Linked DNA regions of Mus musculus: regions 1, 2, 3 and 4 are each linked to region 5. The links are chromatin contacts, called in public ChIA-PET, HiCAR-type and HiChIP or PLAC-seq maps. All regions are on one chromosome and are shown on one strand. Each heading gives the region's core, a stretch centred on a gene start, on an enhancer-like site or on the middle of the called end of the contact. The rest is flanking DNA. Distances are from core to core; before and after follow the strand shown. Region 1 has its middle 12 kb from the start of Kcnj8. Region 2 overlaps St8sia1 (ST8 alpha-N-acetyl-neuraminide alpha-2,8-sialyltransferase 1). Region 3 has its middle 22 kb from the start of St8sia1. Region 4 overlaps Abcc9 (ATP-binding cassette, sub-family C (CFTR/MRP), member 9). Region 5 holds the start of Cmas (cytidine monophospho-N-acetylneuraminic acid synthetase).

Region 1 (2,700 bases), core at 135-2,634, 200 kb before region 5:
TGAGAACTGAAGGCAAGTTCTCTAAAAGAGCAGTAAGCATTCTTAACTCCTGATCTACCTCTCCAGACCCGTGGTATACAGATGAAAGTTTTGGCATTCTCGAATTTGACATAAGCGCCAAATGTGAACTTTTTAAACCTGGAACACAATTGCCATCTCAGGCAAAACCACCCCTAGCTAGCCTGAAGAAGCCCTTGCATGCTATGTGCTTTTTTCTTGCACTCTGCATTTGGAAAACAGAGAGAGTGGTTGCAAGGACAGAAATAGGCAGTAGAGAACACGGCAATAAATGTGGAACTGTCTCCTGACAGAGACAATGCGGAGAAAAACACACAGCTTGGTCTGCGATGCAGAAGGTTGAGCAAGGGAACTCCAACTAAGGAACAAGCATTTAAGTTTTACTTATTTTATTATGACGCTTATGCGTATTTTGCCTACATGTATGCAAATTCGCTAAATGTGCACAGTACCCAAGGTGGCCAGAAGAGGATGCCAAATTCCCGGGAGCTGGAGTTACAGATGGTTGAGCACTGCCATGAGGCTCGAACCTAGGTGTTCTGCATGGGCAGCAAATACTCTTAACCACAGGGCATCTCTTCGGCCCCCAATCAGATTCTTAGTGCAGGGCAAGCTCATCACACTTTTCTCTAGGGCAGAAATAAAATATCGTTCACACCTAATTTCCAAATCTTTGCTGTGGAGATATTTTATCTGCCCACTCTCCTTGCTCTTTCTTACCCTTTGGCCCTTGAGAGTTACATGTCTTTGAGACTGCCACCTATGAAACAAGACAGTAAGAATGCAAACGAGGCAGTTTGCATATAGTGGAGATTCTTATTCCATGCATCTATTTATCCATGTAATGATGTAAACACAACATCTACTATTTCTGACATTGACCACTGAGCAAAAAAATAACTAGGTGTGTTTGTTTTCCCTAAGAAAAAGCTAAGAGATATGACAACTCTACCCAAAAGAGATCAGATGGAAAATGTGGGACAGAAAAACAAAAACAAACAAACAAATAAAACCCTGGGCCATGTTCCAGAAATGTAGAAGGGACACTTTTATGCCAAAACCAAAATCATGCCCACCCCCAGTCACTTAGTTATAGGAGACGGGGGACATGCCACAGCCATGACACCGTTGCCTTGCCAATTTCTGAAAGAGGAAGCACCACACTGCCTGCCCTCAGAGCTGTTGTCTTTCCTGGTTCTCTTCTCTCCCTGACACAGAGTGTCAGTCCATAGTTCTTGGCTATTCTTTGTCACTTAGCCCAAGGCTCTTTCTGAGTGAAATTCTAGGATCCTCAGCCATAGATGTTTCTAAACACCCTTGGCCTTGGTCTGACAGTGTGACTCAGAACTCACAGTCCTCCAGTGGCCCAAGGAAATGACCTCTGGAGAGGACATTGTCATCAGTAAGCGTAGTGAAGCATTTCCTCCTCTTGTTGATGTTGTGTTGTGATTTGCAATTTATAGTGAAAGAATTTTCCTCTTTGATGAGTAAATTCATCTCAGATAAAGAAGAACGAGAAGACTTCTGCTTCTCCTTCATTGCATTACTGTCAGGATGTAGAAGACAGAGAAAGGACTGAAATTTGTGTCTCCAAGGAGCAGTGTGTGAAAGTATCCACAACAAACCCTACAGGGGGCTCAAGAGGAAGCTCAAGGGCCACGCTCTTCCCAGGATCTTTCTACACGATTCTCATCAAATGTGACGGGAATTCCCCACAGACCTTCAGAGGATGTGACTCCAATTATGCTCGCTGGTAATTTACTGCAAAGATTCAAGTTCAAGTTCGTGAAAATCTTAATCGGCCTTTAATGTCAGGTCAAGATAAGGCATTGGGGCTAAGTCTGATTAGAGGTCTTACATCTTCATCAATCCTCTTTTTCAAGTGGCTCCCCCACACCCACCAAGGACTTTGCTACCTACATTGGAAGCCTCTGATGTCCCTCTGATTCTCTCTGGGGTAACTGAGGTGAAACTATTGTATCAAGAACAGTTTATTTTAGTGATGTAAAAACGAATACCCAGCAGTGAAGACAGGCTCACTGGGTGATGTGCTTGCTGTGCAAGTGGGCAGAACTAAGTTTGGACCCAGAATCCACATCCCTACCTGTCACAGCTTCATGCATCTCTAACTCCAGAGCATCGGGAATACAAACAGGCACTCCCTGGAGTTGCTGACCAGTCAGCCTAGCCACAGTGATGAGCCCCAGGTCAGTCAATGAGAGATCCTGTCTCAAAAAATAAAACAACAAACAATAAGGTACCTAGTATCAATGTCTGGCCTCCACATGCATATTTTTTTAACAATACACACCTGACATATGCACCATCTTCACACACAAACATGTATGCATGAACACAGATTGAGGCTAAATATCTACATACCACTGGCTTGCTTCAGTTTGTGTTGACAATGCAAAAGATGAACTGGTGGTATGCAAAATTAAGGTCACGATCCCCTTCTCAGTTAGAAATAGAGTTCAATAGAACTCAATAGAGTTCGCCAAAGGCTTCAAGTATTGGACATAGGCAACTGGAGAAAGACCAACCTTTTCGGGAATGACAGCCAGGACTTTTCTACCTGGTCTCTGATGTGGCTTCCTGGGTTCATTTTCCAGCTTCATTCCCAACTCTGTATATCTCCTCAAGTTCACCAAAGACTGCATCTGTCTGTTTATATCATCT
Region 2 (2,700 bases), core at 156-2,655, 160 kb after region 5:
CGCACAGGAATGTGCGGCCTCACCCCAGTGCCAGCTCACTCTGCAGACTCCACAGAGCAGATCACACTCTGAGTGACTCCCACTCCCAGTCACTGAGTAATATTTCACTTAAAAATATTTCAGGAAAACATTCTAGCTCTCAGGTGTGTCTGAAATATGTTCAGAGGCAAAACATATGCATGACCCTTGGAGATGCATGGATTAGTCCAGCCATCTGGGTCCTGGAAAGACTTGAGCTGGCTCTGAAGGGCAACTAGGCTTTTGTGGCAGCAGAAACACACCTGCCGTCAGGCTGTAACTATCGGGTGGTTAAAAACAGTGTGGACGAATGCTACAGGCGAATGAAATGGCGTGGTCCAAACTAATATGCCAGAAACTAAGGGCTCGATTACAGAGAGGACCTCAGCAGCCCCTCTGAATAGAAGCAGGCGTGAAAGGAACACTATGGTCTAAGACAATGGCGAGGCAAACTGTCTTCAGCACTCCTTTAACGTAAGCCTCTGTGGAAACTGACAGTTGAACACTCTGACCTCTGCCTTGGCTGTTCACCCTCCGTGTTCGAAATAGCGCCCTCGCTCAGGATTGCCTGCCCTGAATGTTCTACCCTGTAGACTCCTGTTGGTTCCTCAACTACTGGCCTTGTTACTGCTCTATGGGTAAACCCATCAGGCGCTGAGCTTTAATGAGGAAATGAGCTGGCACTTGGGAAGACAAACTGCAGACACGATGGCACACCTCGAGTGCACCAGGAAGCACCTACTAAAGCACACTGCTGGTGTGACCGTGAGTTGCCAGAGGAGAGTAACTAACATCTCATTAGACATGCTAGGTTATCTTGGCTGGCCTCCCCTTCACACTAGTTTCAATGGGAAGAGGGCAGGGGATAAAAGTCTTACCCCCTACCATCCCCCACATCAAAGATGTTAATGCCATATTTTGCAACTATACCAGCATTCCATTGATCATAGACTGTTCTTCCCTTTCCTGTCCCACCCACCACCATCGACATCATTGCCATTATCATCAGGCTCTCTTTGTGTATACCAGGCTGGTCTTAAGTTCATCACCCTCCTGACTACTGAATGCTAAGGACTATTCACAACCATGCTCAGCTCACAAGTTATCCCTATATTTTGTCAAAAGAGCACTCTAGTAAGCTACATGATAAAAAACAATCTCTTAATACAGAGAGACGTCCCACCCGCGTGAATGTAAACTTTAGGGAGAATGCACTGAGTTTGGGTTTCCTGTCACGGGTCTGGTGATATCTCATTTTCTTTTGTTCTTTGAGCAACGAAAATTATTGTGAGTGTCATTAAATTCCATTTGCATCTACAAAAATGCACCACCTGTGGTTTAAAGACATGCCTGGGCCACAGGAAGAACACACATGCAGACCTCTGCGACCATGTCTAGGCTGTTTCCTCTCTGTTTGCCAATTGCTCAGAGCCATACCAACCCACTTCCCCTTTCTTTACCTAAGGAATCTTTTGCACAAATGGGCCCAGTGCCTGCCAGACAGCACACGCCTTCTGGACAGGGCTTCCACTCGGTTCCCACCATACCATGGAGCTGGGCAGCCTTATGATTCTCTCCCCACAGTCTGTCTCAGCTCACACAACCAACACCATGGCTGGATGGGGCTCTCTCTCAAGTCTTTCCGGCTTTCACCAGACCCTTGCATCCGGACTGAAGCTCTCACCTGGACTCCACTTTAACTCAGTATAAAGAATCACAAAGGAAACCTTGCCAATGTCGAGTGACAGCACTGCCTTCTGCCTGGCACCTGACAGCTTACAAATCACGTTCATGTGTGTTTCCTCTCTGAATTATAAAAAGCAAAAACAAAACCCAAAACAAAAACAACCACACAGGGAAAAAAAAATCCAGGCACATTTTTATGAAGTCACAGACAATGAAACCAGTGTCTAAGCCAATAGTTACACGAGTTTGATAGGCTAATGAATGACTTCTTATTCCTTTAAGGGGAGAAAGCAGAATTAGACGAAAAAAAAAAATAGCAGGATAGCAGGTGTTCCTCGAGGACAAATGTTTCCAGAAACATTGCAAATTTGCAATCTTGTTGCTCTCTTCAGTGCAGGCGCCTCTCCAACATTTTCTCTCTCTCTCCACAAATCCTCCACACCCACCTGTCCTGCTGACCTATGAGGTGCTAAGGGCGCACAAAGAGAAGATGCCCACGCACATGCCTCAGACCGGAGGGGCCTAACCCAGCTCGCCACCTACAGAGACCACGGCAACAACTTCGAAAGCAGCAGTTGAACCAGGGACACTCTGTACTTCCAGCACTGGGTGGCTGAGGCAGGAGAATAAGAAATTTACAGCCACCCTGGGCTACACAAGAATAAAAACAAAGCGGAGCCATTAGGTGCATCGGCTGGAATGTCATCATAGGATGTGTAATGAAGGGTTTGTTTTGTTTTTAATTCTTAGGTAACATTGTGGTAGGCTCTTCAGATGTGAAAGTAGACTCAAAAATTAAGAAAGCAAGATCTGCCTTCAGAAAACATAAGGAAAGGGCAAACAAGCTTAAGCTACAACCACAGATTAACCAACGAAACCACAGCAATCTTCAGGGCTCTGCACAAAAAAAAGGAACAAACAAGAAAATGGAAAAGCAACTTACACAGAGAGACAGACAGACAGACAGAGAAACAGGGAGACAGAGAAACAGGGAGA
Region 3 (2,700 bases), core at 135-2,634, 230 kb after region 5:
GGTTAAATTAAGGAAAGGCTAGAAGCTGAGGAGGAGGGTGACCCCATAGGAAGACCAGCAGTCTCAATTAACCTGGACCCCTAAGATCTCTCAGACACTGAGCCACCAACCTGACAGCATACACCAGCTAATATGAGACCCCAACACATAAACAGCAGAGGACTGCTGGGTCTGGACTCAAGAAGATACACCTAACCCTGGAGCAGCTTGAAGCCCCAGGGAGTGAGGAAGTTTTCTGGGATGGGGGGTTGTGGGGACATCCTCTTGGAGAGGGGGAAGGAGGAATGGGATGAGAAATTGTCAGAGGTCAAACCCGGAGGGGGATAACTACTAGACTGTATTTTTAAAAAGGAGCAAAGAATGATGATAATAATAAAAAATACAGAAAACAATCTGTAACCTGAATCATTTTTATGTATTGTTATAACTCCTGATGTTAGATTGAAAACAATATTTTTGTACATATGCCCGAAGCTTTATTAAGTGCTGATTAAACACCTATTAACAGGTGTCCATTGCCGCAGACCCTCTGGGCCTCTTTGTCTGTGTGGAACCGGTCTCTAGTCACGGGTGGGCAAAGCGTCGGATGAATTGACAGATGCACACAGGAGAGGTTGTGTAGAATCTGAATGTAATTTGTCAAATCGAGCATCAAACTTTTTATACAGAAGACAATAAGGAAGTTGGGTGACATACTCGCAAGGTACAAAGAGGTTACTGGATTCTTACATAAAACAGAGGAATGCAAACACAGAAGGTCTAACAGGAACCACCTGGGATAGAATTCATTGTTAACAACTGGGATCAACAAGGGCTCCACCTAAGATTCACTTAATCTTAGAAGCCAGGGTCAAGGGCTTCGTGCCCTTGCCATAGTTCCTATTTTAGTCTATTGTATAGTCCACCTTCCCCTTAGGCCATTGTAAATACCTGTGTATGGGTGTAACTCAGCTATAGTTCTAAGTATCTATTCTGGTTTCTCCTTAGGTCTGAAACTTCCTTCTTCCTAGGTGATGGTAAATTCCTGTGTAGGGCAGTGACCTAGCTTTTATTCAAAGTGATAGTGTAGTACCAGAGGCAATTCTGAATGTCACTGAATAGCAACATTCTTACTGAGTTCCAAGCCCATGGTCTTGCTCAAGGACTTTCTAGGACTGTTGGAACACTGGCAAAGGCTTTAGCTATGTCAGAATTCAATCTTAAAAGGCACTTATAATAGGATAATACTAAAAGAGAGCACGTGGATCCATACACTAGACTAACGCGGGAATGGAAAATTGATGTATGGGTTAGAGAGAACGCCAGACTCTAGGAGTGAGTCTCTGTGAAACTCTTCTGCCTCGTGGGTAGCTTCCAAGCCTCTCGGCCTGTCAAGCTGACTCGACCAGAGTGCGTGGCAGTCCATCTGAGCTGGCGAGATGGCTCAGCTGATAAGAGCACTGATTGCTCTTTCAAAGGTCCTGAGTTCAAATCCCAGCAACCACATGGTGGCTCACAACCACTTGTAATGAGATCTGACACACTCTTCTGGTGTGTCTGAAGACAGCAACAGTGTACTTATTAATAATAATAGTAAGTCTTTGGGTTGGAGCAAGCAGGACCTGAGCAAGCAGGGCTGACCAGAGCGAGCGGAGTTGACCAGAACGAGCAGAGGTCCTAAAATTCAATTCCCAACAACCACATGAAGGCTCACAACCATCTGTACAGCCACAGTGCACTCATATACATAAAATAAATAAATCCTTTTAAAAAAAAAGAACCCCATAAGTTTAGAAAAATGTTTTTAAAACAAAACAAAGCAGGTGTGCATTTAAGCACACTACATAAAGCAGGTTCTTCCCAGCTTTTGACACTACTTTTCCACGCCTAAGCCAATTTATGTCGGGCTGCAAGGACAGACAAAGCAAGCTATCTTTTGGCTACAGCCACATAGGTTGCTTCTGAGCACAATAATGATGTCAGAAGCAAAATGGGTTCAAAAGGGGACAAATCAGCTGATTTACTCTAAAGCAAAGTAAGTAAGACAAATGGAAATGTGAGATGCTCCTGCCTGCCTGCCTGCCTGTCTCTGTTACTTTACCTGTGTTTAGACTGGGTCTTGCTGCATAGTCTGACCTGGAGCTCATATTCTTCTTGCTTCGACTTCCTGAAAGCTAGGACCACACAAACACGCCTATGCAACCACACTCATTTTCTCCCACCTTTTAAGTATGCAAATGTGCACCTGTACCTGGGTATTTCTGAGCTGGGTCACTTGCCCTGCTAAGTAGAGGGCTGCTAAGGCTGAGCTACGGTGGCTCCCGGAGAGCCCTGTGCAGAGAGATGTAACAAAAGCAAAGAGAACCTCCTGCCAGGCACAGAGGTGAACTCGACCCTAACAGTGAATTGGGTTTTCAGTTCTGCGTTTGCCTGCTGCACTATTTTGGCAAAGTCAGAGGCTCAGTGGGGTATATGTGCTACACCCAGAACTGGATCAAACAGCTTGATTTTTCCATACCTACAAGATATGAAACAATAAGTTGGTGGAAGAGGAAGGTGTGGCCTGGAGTCACAGAATCCTGCTACCCTTGAGACAGGACTGGTGGTTCAGTCTAGCTGCTAGTTGACAGAGTTATTGGGTCTTCCATAGATATACCTGAGCATCCAAGGCCCTGCTGTACATCGCTCTAAGTCAGAATCAGCACCATAATGTGGCTTCAT
Region 4 (2,700 bases), core at 158-2,657, 150 kb before region 5:
CTTTGGCCTGTCACCCACAGTCACAATGAATAACACAAGTCACTGCAAACAAAAAGCAAATCCTGTGTGTGTGTGTGGGGGGGGGAGGTGCAGACAAGCTCAGGTACACACACCACGGTACACGTGGAAGCTAGAGAACAATCTATGGGAGTCAGTGTGTCCTTCCAGTCTGTAGGTCTTGAGACTGAGTCCAGGTTGTCAGTGCTGGTATCAAGCATGCTCGCATGAGAGGACACCTGGAGGACGAAATTTCAGTTAACAGCTCACCGTCAAATATGTCGACCATTCTGAAGAAAGCCAGGGATAAGGAGGACTTCCCACTGCCAGTTCGACCACAGATGCCCACCTGGGAAGAACAGGAGTGATAGAGACTCAGGCAAAGGCACGAAAGGGATGGAGGCATTTTTAGTTTTGTCAAGGTGTCATGGGAAAAGTACAAATCTGCTCAAATAACTGCACTCCAGCGTTCTTCTTAGATCTCATGAACTATGATAGAAGTAACGCCCCCACTCAGCCCCTGATGAGTGCATTCTGATTTTTACATTTGTGTGGCTGTGTTGTTCTCTATCTATGGCTTTATTTCAGTACCAAGTTATGGTTGGACCTTCATACAACTGTCCAGTTTTAGCTGAGCGGTGATGGGTTTAACAAGCCCACTTCCCCTCACTTAATCTTTATTTTTTATTGGTTATTTTATTTATGTACATTTCGAATGTTATACCTCTTCCTCGTTTCCCCTCCACAAGCCCCCATCCCCTCCTCTTTCCCCCTGCCTCTATGAGGATGCTCCCCCACCTGCCCACCCACTCCTGCCTTAACGGCCTAGCATTCCCCTACCCTGGGTCATCAACCCTCCATAGGACCAAGGGGCTCCCCTCCCAGTGATGCCAGATAAGGCAGTCCTCTGTTACATATGCAGCTGAAGCCATGGATGCCTCCATGTGTACTCTTTGGTTGGTGGTTTAGTCCCTGGGAGGTTTGGGGTCTGGTTGGTTGATATTGTTGTTCTTCCTATGATGTTGCAAACCCCTTCAGCTCCTACAGTCCTTGCCCTAACTTCCTCATTGAGGTCCCTGCTCTCAGTCCAGTGGTTGGCTGTGTACATCCACATCTGTATTGGTCAGGCTCTGGCAGAGCCTCCCAGGGGACAGCTATACCGGGCTCCTGTCAGCAAGCACTTCTTGGCATCATTTTTAATATGAATTAAAAGAAATTATTTTCAGATTAAATCTAGAATGAAGGCACCAAGGAGATGTCGCTGTGCCAGAAATCAGAAATTTTAAACAGTATGCCTGCCTGGTTGGTTTTTGATATGAGGCTAACTAAGGGCAGAATAACTCAGGAGCATGTAGTATCCTGCTTGGATCTGCTCTTTCCCTTTCTTTTTCATGCAGATGATTTTGCCCACAGCATATGCAGAATGTGAGCCTGGACACCCAGGGTGGGAACTGACATGGTGATGTCCCCCATTCATGTGGTGATGGGGGCTCCACCAAAGATCTATGCAGACAAGCAATCGGATCGTGTGAATCCCATACCTTCTGCCCGGGTTTGATGTAAGCCTTGACATGTTTCAGAACGGGCTTCAGGTTATTTTCATATCTGACACACAGATCGTGAATCTTGATCTCGCCTTCCTGTGGCCAGTGCTCTGGGACTTGAGAAGGATCTTGGAGAAGCAGAATAGACAAACAGTAGTTTAAAGAGAGACGAGGAAAGGGACACACACATTTAAATATACATACAATGTCCAGGAGTAACTTTAACATGTAAATATATAGGTATATATAATTTTCCATAAATTCATTGTAGTTCCGAATCAAACTGTGGTAGCTTAGTTTTTGAAATAAATAGAGCCAGAGTAAACAGTATTGACTGAGAATTTTAAATTTTTTTGAGTTATTTTCTTTCCTTAAAGTTTAACTCTTAAAACTTCCATGCAGATACACAAAGTACTGTGTCCTTTCTTCACCCCGACCTACCCTCCCTTAGCTTCCTTCCACTCCTGCTGACCTCTTCATTCTTTTAATGAACCCCTCCTGCTGTCCCTGTTTTTCTTACAAGTTTAACCTGGGGCTGGGGGTGGGGTGGGGTGGGCATTAACATCCTCTGGCTTCTTCTGCGTCCCAGTATTCCACGCTATTCAAAGATAGTTCACTTCTGAATGGTATCTACGTAAGTGGATTCTCAAACAACCAACGTTTATAATGTGAGCGTCTCGGTTATTTGAAAATAGGAGCTATAACTTGGGAGGCAGGCAAGAAGTCTGCACCTGCGGTTCTAAGTGGACAGCCTCATGGGGACGCAAACACAAAGCACTCTGTGAGCACAGAGGCTGGAGAACTGCATAATCCAGGAGTGGGGGAGAGCAAATGTGGGATGGAGAGTTGGTGGAGGGGACACTGGGACATGGGATATCATTTGAGATACAAACAAATGGAATGATTAATTTTTTTTTAAAGCAGTTCTTGAGGCGATTCTCAGGGAACTGATTTCAAATGTGTGTATGAGAAGAATAACGACGAAAGGAAAACGTATCATGCTATCGTGTCTAGGGAAGAAGTGTGTGGGTGAATGAGAAATGGGACAGGGCAGGAAGTGAAAGGTCACTTAGTGACCTCAGCTATAACCGAGACCGTGTGCTTTTCTAGCTAGAGAGCCACGGAACGTTTTAGGCAAAGCAATGCAGCTCAATTGAGA
Region 5 (2,700 bases), core at 57-2,556:
CACCCGCACCTGGGGAGAGGCAGTGGGTTCTCAAAGGAATATATTTTATCAGACAACTTTTTAAAAGTTTTTTTTTTTTTTTAGAAGGGAACAGGTGTGCACTACACTGGAAGGGATTAATAAAGCTGACACACCAGCAGAAGGTAACACTGTTGGCTGAATTAGCAGGGAATGCCAAGCCCATGGGAGGGGGACGATGGCTTAAAATGTTGAGTTCGAGGCACCTGTAGGACATTAAAATGGGGCAATTTCTTGGAGAGGGAGATGAATCAGGAGCATAGGAAGATTGATGTTTAATATAAAAGCATTAAATCATAAAATAGATCCATGCTATAGTATGGACTAAGAAGTTTCCAAGTGGGGAGGGTCTTCAGTTCATTCATTCATTCATTCCTTGGGAGTGGCAGCTCAGCCAGATTGCCTCAAGTTCCAGGCCACCCTGAGCTATGTCATGAGTTCCTGGCTAATCTGAACTATATAGTGAGTTCAAGGCTAGCTCCAGTCAGAGAGCAAAGCAGAGGATGATGATAACTGTAAGAAAAGAGGATGATGATAACTGTAAGAAAAGTGAGGTAGAGAAGATAGACCTTGATCCCCACAGGTTGAGACTGATTTATTGCAACAGCGAGGGGCCCCAAGCTTTCTGCTGTTGCAGGTTGAGCCCATTTACAGACATTCTCTCTCTCTCTCTCTCTCTCTCTCTCTCTCTCTCTCTCTCTCTCTCTCTCTCTGTGTGTCTCTCTCTGTCTCTCTCTCTCTCTGTCTCTCTCTCTCTCTCTGTCTCTCTCTCTGTCTCTGTCTCTCTTTCTGTCTGCCTCTCTCTGCCTCTCTCTCTGTCTGCCTCTCTCTCTCTCTCTCCCTCTCTCTCTCTCTCTCTCTCATACTGTTTGAGAGCCCAAAATATTGTTTGTGAAACAATTAGGCTGGGACTAAGCAATTCTTTATGGCTAGGGGCTGTTGCCCAGTAAACCCGACTCAGCTTCTCATGACCTGAAGTTACCTAGTATGTTGATGGGGAGTGGTTGGAGAGGGAAAAAAAAGGGAAGAAGGAAGAAATGGAGGAAGGTGTAAGGGGAGGAAGAAATGGGAAAACGGAAAGAGGCTGGAGAGGAGGAGATGAGTGGAGGAGGACTAATTCTCATTTATTTTAGAAATCTCCAGACATTATTGAACACTGCACAAAGCGCCATTCAACTAGAGGCTCCTCTGAGCTCACCTGGCCGGCCCCACTGCAGGGTGACGGCGCGGGGAACTACAACTCCCAGCGTGCCCCGGGGCTGGCGGAGCCGTGGGCGTGGCCTACAGCTGCCACAGCAGGCGGGCGGTACCGAGTGGAGTCGGCGGGGCCGAGCTCCCGGATGTGGAGACGTTGGAGCGGCGGCGTGGGAGGAAGATGGACGCGCTGGAGAAGGGGGCCGCCACGTCGGGGCCCGCCCCGCGTGGACGGCCGTCCCGGGGCCGGCCCCCGAAGCTGCAGCGCAGCCGGGGCGCGGGGCGCGGCCTAGAGAAGCCGCCGCACCTGGCAGCGCTGGTGCTGGCCCGCGGCGGCAGCAAAGGCATCCCACTGAAGAACATCAAGCGCCTGGCGGGGGTTCCGCTCATTGGCTGGGTCCTGCGCGCCGCCCTGGATGCGGGGGTCTTCCAGAGGTGCGCATGTGCGGGAGCCGGGCCCGGGTCGGGGGTCGGGGGTCGGGGTCCCCAGGCCTGACCCTGGGTCGCCCCTGCTTGATGGGCGCCTGTCACCTCTGGGCTGCGCAGACTGCCGGGTGCTGCAAGGCCCGGGAGGCAGCAGGTGCATGAATGGAGTCGAGTTGGGGCTCCCCAGCTTAGAGAGTCTTCCCTCACCTTTGAGAAAAAAATATTCTCTGGCTGTGAGGCTGTGAGTCAGCACAAAGAGGAAATGGTCCCTACGTGTGTACGAGGTATGACTGTTTTATGGGTGTGAATGGGTTTAGCCTACCTCTTGAACTTTGGCCTCACTAAAGGCAGTTTTTATCTCTGCATCCTCTCGGCCTCCACCGGATTGATCAGGAGTTACAAGTTGATGCCATTCATCAAAGGAGGGAGATAAAAATCCTTTGCCAACAAGGAATTTAAATGCCCGTGCTAGCTGCATCCAAATTCTGCTTGAATTTATTGCTACCTTTTGATGATTTGGCTTTTAAGATGATTGATTCAGAAGGCTATTGATTTCCCCATATTATGAAGGCAGATTTTTTTTTTCACCCAACTGACATTGTTTAAAGATGGGATAGCAAAAGATATAAATGTATGAGTTTTCTTTGTGTTTTGACTCAAAGGAAGCTCTGGGTGGAGCTAAAGAAACAGCTGGCTTCTGAAAATAACACGTAATAGGAAGTGTGCTGAGGAGAGATAGGGGAGTATCGTGAATTTGGTTCAGCTCAGTAAACATTTCTTGAGCCCCACTTTTTTCCATACACACGCAAGGAGATAGCAAGACGGTCCGTGCACAGTTCTATCCCTTACGGAGCTCTCGATTGGTTTTTGTTTGGTTTTGTGTTTTTAAACCTCTCAGAATGCAGACTGCAAAGGAGTGAGAAGTTAATTATGTATAGGCCACAGGGACAAAGTAACATCTATGAAGGGAAAAGAGTTTGAAGTCATACTGACCATAGATTGAGAACAAAATTATTGTTCATGACTCTCAGGTCCCATGTCAGGAAATGACTTTCAGAGTGG

What was found. ChIA-PET counts read pairs in DNA pulled down with a chosen protein or histone mark. HiCAR-type assays count read pairs that join an accessible place to other places. HiChIP or PLAC-seq counts read pairs in DNA pulled down with a chosen protein or histone mark.
Region 1: an H3K27ac HiChIP or PLAC-seq map of trophoblast stem cells shows a contact between it and region 5, with 5 times the contacts expected there. The contact joins the enhancer-like site here to the promoter of Cmas in region 5. A contact is called at or near these places in 8 of 39 promoter capture datasets (the 3T3-L1 cell line, 3T3-L1-derived adipocytes, the C10 cell line and 5 more), 1 of 15 datasets of contacts at CTCF or cohesin (CD8 T cells), 1 of 484 Hi-C or Micro-C datasets (natural killer cells), 14 of 115 datasets of contacts at active chromatin or transcription factors (craniofacial prominence, double positive thymocytes, effector CD8 T cells and 8 more) and 4 of 9 other capture datasets (adipose tissue, embryonic stem cells, liver and 1 more).
Region 2: a contact with region 5 is called in an RNA polymerase II ChIA-PET map of effector CD8 T cells, with 31 read pairs. The contact joins the enhancer-like site here to the promoter of Cmas in region 5. A contact is called at or near these places in 2 of 39 promoter capture datasets (the HPC-7 cell line and macrophages), 1 of 484 Hi-C or Micro-C datasets (nephron progenitors) and 2 of 115 datasets of contacts at active chromatin or transcription factors (effector CD8 T cells and embryonic stem cells).
Region 3: an H3K27ac HiChIP or PLAC-seq map of embryonic stem cells shows a contact between it and region 5, with 7 read pairs. The contact joins the enhancer-like site here to the promoter of Cmas in region 5. A contact is called at or near these places in 6 of 39 promoter capture datasets (the HPC-7 cell line, embryonic stem cells, hematopoietic stem and progenitor cells and 3 more), 1 of 484 Hi-C or Micro-C datasets (Th1 cells) and 4 of 115 datasets of contacts at active chromatin or transcription factors (embryonic forebrain and embryonic stem cells).
Region 4: a contact with region 5 is called in a HiCAR-type map of embryonic stem cells, with 4 times the contacts expected there. The contact joins the enhancer-like site here to the promoter of Cmas in region 5. A contact is called at or near these places in 7 of 39 promoter capture datasets (cranial neural crest, epiblast stem cells, frontonasal cranial neural crest and 3 more), 2 of 115 datasets of contacts at active chromatin or transcription factors (both in embryonic stem cells) and 1 of 9 other capture datasets (liver).

Annotation. Positions count from the first base shown.
Region 1 is chr6:142,557,802-142,560,501 of GRCm38.p6, forward strand. No RefSeq gene overlaps it. Among named protein-coding and RNA genes, the nearest start is that of Kcnj8, 12 kb to the right of the region's middle. Within about 2 kb of position 1,385, at least 4 of the 459 cell types and tissues checked have an H3K27ac peak or open chromatin away from gene starts, as enhancers often do. A contact at or near this core is called in trophoblast stem cells, where this site is marked.
Region 2 is chr6:142,914,231-142,916,930 of GRCm38.p6, forward strand. The region is part of intron 1 of St8sia1 (ST8 alpha-N-acetyl-neuraminide alpha-2,8-sialyltransferase 1); the gene reads right to left. Among named protein-coding and RNA genes, the nearest start is that of St8sia1, 49 kb to the right of the region's middle. Within about 2 kb of position 1,406, at least 89 of the 459 cell types and tissues checked have an H3K27ac peak or open chromatin away from gene starts, as enhancers often do. A contact at or near this core is called in the HPC-7 cell line and effector CD8 T cells, where this site is marked.
Region 3 is chr6:142,985,532-142,988,231 of GRCm38.p6, forward strand. It overlaps a transcript of St8sia1 not described here. Among named protein-coding and RNA genes, the nearest start is that of St8sia1, 22 kb to the left of the region's middle. Within about 2 kb of position 1,385, at least 6 of the 459 cell types and tissues checked have an H3K27ac peak or open chromatin away from gene starts, as enhancers often do. A contact at or near this core is called in embryonic stem cells, where this site is marked.
Region 4 is chr6:142,601,509-142,604,208 of GRCm38.p6, forward strand. It overlaps Abcc9 (ATP-binding cassette, sub-family C (CFTR/MRP), member 9), which reads right to left. Exons shown (of 40, transcript NM_011511.2): 34 at 1,539-1,669; 35 at 268-346. Among named protein-coding and RNA genes, the nearest start is that of 5330439B14Rik, 12 kb to the right of the region's middle. Within about 2 kb of position 1,408, at least 1 of the 459 cell types and tissues checked has an H3K27ac peak or open chromatin away from gene starts, as enhancers often do. A contact at or near this core is called in embryonic stem cells, where this site is marked.
Region 5 is chr6:142,755,380-142,758,079 of GRCm38.p6, forward strand. It overlaps Cmas (cytidine monophospho-N-acetylneuraminic acid synthetase), which reads left to right and starts at 1,307. Exons shown (of 8, transcript NM_009908.2): 1 at 1,307-1,647. The coding sequence starts at 1,394. It overlaps LOC115490443 (a long non-coding RNA gene), which reads left to right and starts at 1,929. Exons shown (of 2, transcript XR_003956544.1): 1 at 1,929-2,700.